2 separate regions of the Rattus norvegicus genome follow, and region 1 is linked to region 2. Evidence: chromatin contacts called from public Hi-C data. All regions are on one chromosome and are shown on one strand. The core of a region is the stretch at or near the end of the contact, and the rest is flanking DNA. Distances in the headings are between cores, read along the strand shown.

Region 1 (4,138 bases), core at 269-2,768, 640 kb before region 2:
AGTGTTAGGCAGTAAGTGGCTCCCCAATGGTGGATGTGTATTTGTGTCTGCTCTGGAACGTTGATATTAGGCTAGACCTCGGATAACAAAGCCCTGGAGATTGAGGCTAAACACCAAGAATTTATTTTAAAAAAAAAGTTTTTCATGATTCAAATATGCAACCAGAAAATGACTTACAGAGAGGGTGAGACCTCATCACAGCACCTCAGCGTGGGTAACTTCCTCTCCCCTTTTGGCCTCTACAACGTGAACACCACATAGTGGCCTCTGCTTGCTCTGAACTTAGCCTGATGAACCACACAAAAACATGACCACTTGTTATGGGCAAAGAAAAATCTCTTGTTGTCATTCCGGTGTAGTTCTTTGTTTCCGGTTTAAGATAAAAGTAAAAAAAAAAAAAAGTAAGTTAAATAAAATTTCAAACACAGAATAAATGATGTAAGGACATCATCAGCACATAAAATAAATGACTCGGGTGGGTGTATCGGGGTCTTATTTGTATCTATGATTAAATTCATGCTGACTTTAACTCTTTAAGTCAGAAGTGACTTTTCGCTAGTTCTTCAGATGTCTGTCACCTTTTCTTTATAGGCTCTTTCAAAATATCCTTAAATTAAAAAATGACTGCAAAGCAGCACGAATCATTAAAATGATGTCTGCTGCACACTGCATGGAGAAGGGTTTAATGCATCCCTGTATTTTTATTCCTAACAACAGCAGGGGTTTATGTGCTAGCTTAGCACCACCTGCTTCACAGGGCACTGTACACTTTTTGTCTGTAAGAAAATGTCAAAAGGGGGAGCTAGTTAGCTAATTGATTAGAGATTGGGGCTTAAAGTTTGCAGGCAGAAGAGGCTTTCAGAGGTCATGTAAAACCCCAGGAATGCTTTTTATCCCATTCCCCTCCCCCACCCCTGTAAGGCAGTTCATTTCAGCCCTCTCCTTCCTCTCCCATAAGCCCAGCATAGAAGCCGATTTACAGTTTGACAACAAAACAGAAGTGGATTTTAGCTATGCAGCTCACAGAAGCTGAGCCACCAATGGAAAACGATTGTTGAGCTCCAGTCCTTGCAGTTTGGAGCCGTAAGAGTACAAAGGTGAAGGAAACAAACTGCGGCAGAGGCCTGTGGGGCTGCTTTGAGTCAAGGGCTTCAGCAGCACTGCAGAAGCAGGTTTCTAACACCTTTCAGGGCAGCTCTGCACTTACGCTAATGTGTGCTATTTCATGCGATGAGACTCAATGTGTCAAACGCAAGGCACGTTGTGGTGAGAGGTGAGCATTGCCAAGCCCTCCCTCTGCTTTAGATTCTCTGGACCCCGTTCTCCTCTCCCAGCATTGCTTAAACCACTTCACTTTCACCCTTTTCTGCTCAAGCTATTATTTTGGAACCAAAGATCAAACAAAGTTGTTTTTGTGATCCTTTTTCCTGTTTGCTTTATCATTTTCTCCCTCAGTTAGAAACTCAGTTCCCGCCCACACTCACACCTGTGCAAGGCTGCCCTGAGACACAGCATGGGACCAGCCAAGCTCAGACTCTTGAGCAAACATCCCCCAAAGGGACCAGTAGCCTGTGTGCGTGCATGTGTGTGACTGTCTGTTTGTTTCTATGAAACATTAACAGAATTTACTAATGACTTATAATACATATGTGTATTCCCACCCTCCAGCACCCTCAAGAAATGCCAAGTCTTTAATAGGAGGCACATGATGTTAGGAATTCTAGGGGATCAGCTCTTATTCTTGTGTATAAATATGTGTGCACTTATAGACATACTTGATATACATACAGTAGTTTACCGTTTAAAAAATATTTCAATGCATTTCATCATTTGATCTGGAGAAGGGAATAAAATAGAACAGTCAACCCACCACCACATTGCTTCCTTCACATAGAATACTCTCAAACTGTAGGGCAGTACATGAGTGCGGTACAGTGTTTGTGTGTGTGTGTGTGTGTGTGTGTGTGTGTGTGTGTGTGTGTGTGAGAGAGAGAGAGAGAGAGAGAGAGAGAGAGAGAGAGAGAGAGGGAGGGAGGGAGAGAGAGAGAGAGAGAGAGAGAGAGAGAGAGAGAGAATTCCTACATGCATGTTTGGTTTGGCACAGTTAAAAATCAAAGGTCAAGACTCTAAACTAACCAGATGTAAGAGCTATGTTCAATGATACACAACCGTGATCTCAGCATTCAAAAGACAGAGGCAGGGGGATTATTGCAAATCTAAGGCCAGTGGTTTACATGATAAGTAGTTCCAGGCCAGCTAGGGCATCATAGAAAGTCTTCATAAAAGGTTCCTTTCCTTTCCTTTCCTTTCCTTTCCTTTCCTTTCCTTTCCTTTCCTTTCCTTTCCTTTCTTTTCCTTTCTTTTCCTTGCCTTCCTTCCTTTTTTTGTTCTTTTCTTTCTTCACTCATTTTTGTCCTGAGCAAAGATCTCATATAAGCCAGGCTGGCTGTCAATTCAATGATGACTTTAAACCTCTCACCTTCCTGTCCCCATAGCCAATAAGCTAGGATTACAAACTTACACCCGTATGCCCAGTTTTTGTAATTCTGAGGACCTAACCCAGGGCATTGCATATGATAGCCAAGTACTCTTTGAGTTATAGCTCCAGCCTCTCCCCGCAAAAAACTCATCCTGACACTTATAACAGATTTCAAAGACTTGATGCCACCCTGCTTGACCATTATATGGCTAGATAGTTGGTTGGGGCTTGAGGCATTGGTGGACAGAATTGTTAGGGATATCCTGGTCTACAGTGAGTTGCCTTAAGTTCAGGTATCTTCTGGAAAGACGCACATTCATGATTATTCATGTACAAGTTTAAGGATGGGAAGTATTGAATGGCTGATCCTCTCAAGCCAGCTTGGATCCTTTTTAGAAGGAATGTTTGAGATCTCTAAGTGGCCAATAAAATAAACCAGGGTGTCTTGAGCCTTCTTGAAGCTGAACTCTTCCTCTGGCCCTCATCTCTTACTCTTCTCATGAATGCCATCCTTATGCTATCTATAGCACACAGCCTTCCTAAAACCCCACAGGCATTCCATGGAGCCTGCTGAGGTATTTGCCTTGATATGGCCTATACATGCTAGACAAGTACTCTACCAACTAAAAAGAGGGACACCTGCACAGGATCAGAGGAAACTTGAGAACACATCATGAAGGCAGTATGTAGAGATGGCTGTACCAATATTCACAGCATACCAGGAAGCTGAGAGAACCCTGAGGTCATCTTGTACAGTAGCAGTCCCATAGAGGACTACAGAATTATTCATATTTTTCATTAAGATTTTGGGTGGGATGCGTTCCTCACACCTAGGTGAGTTTGCCTCTAGGGTCCTCACACATCTTTCAACTTATGTAGATGACAAGTGAATTAGTGTGTCCAGTCCAGTGTCTTTGGGGCCTTTAATTGCAACTTCTGGCTGGCTTTCTCAGTGACTGCACGAATGCAAACCAGACGAAGGTTGGTTTCCTAACGGCAATAAGTTTCATGTTCACTATGAAGACAGGTTACAGAAACTCTTCAAGCGTCACCAGAAAGCTGTGCCTGACAAAGTTCACTCCTAAGGCTGGACACATACACAACATCATCACTGTTTAGAAGAGACTCAGGGGTACCTGGAAAGGAGGACCACTCACTGCTTGTCTCCTTCCTGAGCTCAGCCCAATTGGCACAAGGATGATACCAGTGTGGCCTGAACTGTTTGAAGGTGCCATGTAATCTGTTATGGGTGGCAACGCTGAGAGGCATCTAGGAAGTAGACAAATCTTTCAGGTGAGATAACAAAGTCTTCTGAAGGCGGATGGCTTCCCAAAGTCACCCCCGAAGGCTTTCTCAGAGGAAATGAGTGCACAAAAGTTTGCTTCCAAGACTTCAGGTAAGGCTCACTTCTTTACTTCTGTAACAGATAAAGCTGCTTTCAATAGGTCGTACCTTCCTCAAGAGGTACTGGAGATGACATTTAGAAAACAGCTATCCCATGCCCAGTACATGAAAGTGCCAGGGGAAAGGTAACCATTGCACACTCCTTTTATATTCAGAAAAATTCCATTAAAGTAGTTCACTCAGTCAAGAGGACTGGCCTGGTTTGGTGTATGACTTTGAGAAATGACTGAAATCCCGATGGCCTAAATTCAAGTA
Region 2 (4,011 bases), core at 569-3,068:
GCAGCCTGTGATATAGTGTCCATGACCGCAGGTGAGACAGGGCATGTGGAATTACACAAAGGCCATCGTCCACACTCTGTCCCTTTTTCCTCATGGGTGGCAGAGAACACTTCCTCCCAGAAGGAAAGTGGAATCAGGTCCTCGCCCTTTCCCACCTCCTCACACTGGTTCCTCAGGAATGAAGCCAGAGTAGAGGATGGCAGGCTTCACCCTTTGTTGCTGAAAAAGCTTCTAAGGATTGCACAGCATCTGCCACAGACTCAAACCTGAAGATCATTGATAATTACAAGAAAAACCCGATAAACTGGAGAACACAGAGACAGCCTCCTTGGGATGATCTTAAATGGGGCCCATGGGGTTTATGAAGCCAAGTGGTTAGCCCCTAGCTTAAGGGGTCAGAACTCAAATGGATCAAAGGGGGACTCTGAAAGGTCCCAGGGGGCACAGTACAGTGGACCTCATATATTTGACCAAATGCTATTCACCACACACAGCCCCAGGACCCCACAGGTGACCTCCATGGATTGGCAGATCAGTGACCTCAGTCACACTTGGCTCACTGTCCTCCGTTATGGGAAGAGGCTCCTTCCCTATGGCTGTAGGGACGGGGAGCAGAGCCAAGTACAGTCAGAGATCCAGGCATAGAAAGGACACTATCCACATGTTGCCCCAGGTCTCAGGGGAACGTCACTAAGGTCAGAATGTCCTGTGACTCGTCAACTATGCAAACCCGCACACACCTCGTGCAGCACTAAGGACTTTGCTCTTCACTGAGAGCCAGCCAGCACTATGACCCTAATCAGCCAGAATCCCCAAACTGGAAAGGAGCCATTCAGAACCACAATGATCCACTAAAGCCTCAGAGACTCCTTTATCCACACTCTTGACCTTCCTCTCTAGGCCCCTTAACCAGCCCTCACTGCTGTCCTTCCCTATCTGGGCTTCCCAGGCGTACTGGGAGCACACTTGGCCTCTCTCAGGCTGTACTTCGGAATTTCAGGTGTCCTGCTCCTGGAACATCAAAGACGGTACTTGTCCTGCCTCCTTAACCCAGTGGCCTATGGAAGTCCAGCCAGCCCAGGGCCTGTAGGTCATACTCCACGAAGCTGGCTTTGATCAGAGACTCCTCGGTCTACCAGCCCCTATGCCCACGTTCACTTCTCAGGCAGGTGCAATGGCTCTGTCGCTGCAGGCAGGTGGCAGCTGAGAACTACAGCGTAGACTCATTGTCCCTGTGCCGTTTTACCAGCCCTGCACCTCCAGGAGCCGCAGCCCATGTGATTACGGGTTAACGGGTTAACCGCTTTAATTTTAGAAGCAACCTCGAACAATGGCGTAGCAGACACTGGCTGTGTGTCTCACGATTCACGTTCTCTCCATACAGGGACAGCAATATTTTTAGGCTCTATTCAAGTAACCCGCCCCGCCTGCAGATGAAATATTAATTAAAGGTTACACTTTCAGCCCTCAGAAAATGATTACACAAGATAGCAATTATATTTTCTGTATATTAAAACTGCACCTTGCTGTGCACAGGAATTAATAATTGCAAACCCAGTTGTTACAGTGGCACCATCAAAGCTGGAAGAGGCGTGCCTGAGAGGGGAGAACAGACCCACAAAGAAAGTGGGTGACTTCAAAGAACAGAATCCCACATTCAGAGCTGGGATTGCTTCTCAAGGTCATTAACGATTCAGGATGTCTGACAGAGTGGCCCAGTTACAGAGTACACGGAGAAACGGAATTTAGAACAGAGTGCAGCTACTGCCTGAATTCTGGTGGTTAGACTGTCTGCAACCTGGCATCCCAGGGACCAGTAAGGCTGTTCTTGGAGCCTCTCCCAAGGGACTTTGAGACTCAAGATAGCCCGTGATCAGTGTTTGGAGGGCCAGCAATTCAAAGCTTCCCAGTTCTCCCACTAAAGAAAAATGGCAGCACATAGACAAGTGGCAGCTGCCTTAATCAAGCACCTACCGCAGCCTCCTCTGTGAAGCAGAAATTTCTATCCCCATTTTGTAAATAAAAGCTAAGACCCAAACAGATTAAATGAGTTGCCCACTGTGACACAGGAAATGTCAGAATTAGGATCCAAACCGATTGTCCCACAAGTCTATAAGTGTCAGGATGCTAAGTTTTTTCAGGGTGGTGTCTCCCACAAGCCACCTAGCATCATGACCAGCACAGAATAAATTTTACTAGTGTGAATGAAAGAATGAATCTCTGAATTAATCGATCATCTGTGCTTGGGAAGTTAAACTCCACAAACCAGCAGAGTAGACTTTTTTCTTTCTACTTCTCTGACTTTTGGTGGGTCCAGGATTCCAGTGAGTAGGTTAGGTGGTGGAGGAATGGGAGTGCCTTTTGTGTACAACAGATAGGCATGAGTACTGCCCCCTAACCCATGGCCTCATTTTTCCCTTCGAGACATTGTCAAACATTCTCCACAAGACAAAATATGGCACTGGTGGCTTGTGTCATGAAACAATTATGGTTTGTTTGACTCTGTGACAATGAGAAAATCAGATAGTTTCTACGAAGCTCCCTAGAGAAGCTCTTAGTGACCATGTCAAATCTCACCCTGACCCTGAGCAGACCCTGAACAGAGGTCCCATGACCCTCTCTGCCCTTCAAGTCTGAGAATTGGTCACACAGAGAAGCCTTATAGCTTTTCATGGAAGACAAGCATTCAGGTCACAAAGGGGTGGATGCATGGGGGAACTGTGGCCCCACTGGAATCTCCAAACATTGTGACCTGGAGGGCTGACTAAATGCGAGGGACAATTTGCTCCTAGAGATTGGAAGAGTGGGGGTACTGTAAAGCCACTCAGCTAGATCCCCTGTGGAGGAGAACGCCCACCTCTGCCCCCAGGCCCAAGCCAGCTCCTAGGAAGACAAAGACCAGCCTAGATAAATGAATTCTTCTAGGCATTCTGGTAGATGCTTCTACAGTGTGGGCAAGCTAAGAGGGTTGAGAGGAAGCCACCCAGGGAATCCAGCAGCTTCTACACAAAGGGTGCCACTCAGACTGAGTTCCTGGACACGGTCTGACAGAGCGCCAGAAGCCCATCGCCCTCACTGCCCATGCTGATGAGGTGTCTGTTTGGCAGCAGCCATCTGCCTACCCAGCATGCAGTGCAGCTGGCACTGGTCTCGGGGCCAGACACAGACGTAGAAAGATGCAAGCTGAGTGCAGTAATGCATTAGAGTCCCGGTCACTTGGCAGCTAACACCAAAGAATTGCCCGACTCCAGCAATCCAAAGATAGCCCCAGTGGCACTGAGACCCTATCTCAAAAACACATTAAAAGCTCACAGACTTCACCCTTGAGAATCACGCAGCACACAGGGAAGAGCAGAGCCACGAATATTGACTTCGTTGTACACTGTGTAGAAACCCGGGCCAACCAGTTTGTGTTGGAGCCTTAACAAGTTACCTCCTCAGAGGGAATGTCCCTGAGGCACCTTCCAATCCAATCCAACAAAACCGTTTTTATCAGATTGCCCTCTGTGCTGAGGACAGCCTAACGGGAAACTTGGATCACACCAAGGCCATGGGCACCGTGGGAAGGGACAGTGGGAAGGAGGGAAGTTCTGAAGTGCCTTGGCAGTCAGAAAGCTCCATAGAACTAGGTCACCGGGCTCTGCTCTGGGGGGTTGATTCATAACTGCCACAGACACATTTAACAAGGGTGTTGTAGAGGGCAGCAGGGGATCCTTGAATTTCCATAGCCAGGCCAGGCCCCAGGAACCCAGCTCTGCGTCAAGCTGAGGCCCTTTCCCCATTGCAGACATTGCATGACTAGAACCCTACTAAAGGTTCCAGACCCAGGGAGGCAGCCTCTAGGGAATCTTTTAACTTCATAGAGATTGAGCCTCTCACAGTGGAGGGGACCAAGATGGCCGGTCTAACGCATCGTGCCTCTGTAAGGCTATTTGGGTTTCTTTCAACATTTCATTTCTTGCTTGTAAGTAGGGAAACCAAACTGCCCAGATCAAAACCTCTGTGTTTCTC

Evidence for each region. Hi-C and Micro-C count contacts between places; a contact is called where the count stands out from the background.
Region 1: a Hi-C map of liver shows a contact between it and region 2, with 5 times the contacts expected there. The contact joins two enhancer-like sites. A contact is called at or near these places in 2 of 12 Hi-C or Micro-C datasets (hepatocytes and liver).

The regions. Positions count from the first base shown.
Region 1 is chr6:48,171,146-48,175,283 of GRCr8, reverse strand. No RefSeq gene overlaps it. Among named protein-coding and RNA genes, the nearest start is that of Rnf144a, 570 kb to the left of the region's middle. Within about 2 kb of position 1,518, at least 4 of the 93 cell types and tissues checked have an H3K27ac peak or open chromatin away from gene starts, as enhancers often do. A contact at or near this core is called in liver, where this site is marked.
Region 2 is chr6:47,534,233-47,538,243 of GRCr8, reverse strand. No RefSeq gene overlaps it. Among named protein-coding and RNA genes, the nearest start is that of Id2, 65 kb to the right of the region's middle. Within about 2 kb of position 1,818, at least 25 of the 93 cell types and tissues checked have an H3K27ac peak or open chromatin away from gene starts, as enhancers often do. A contact at or near this core is called in liver, where this site is marked.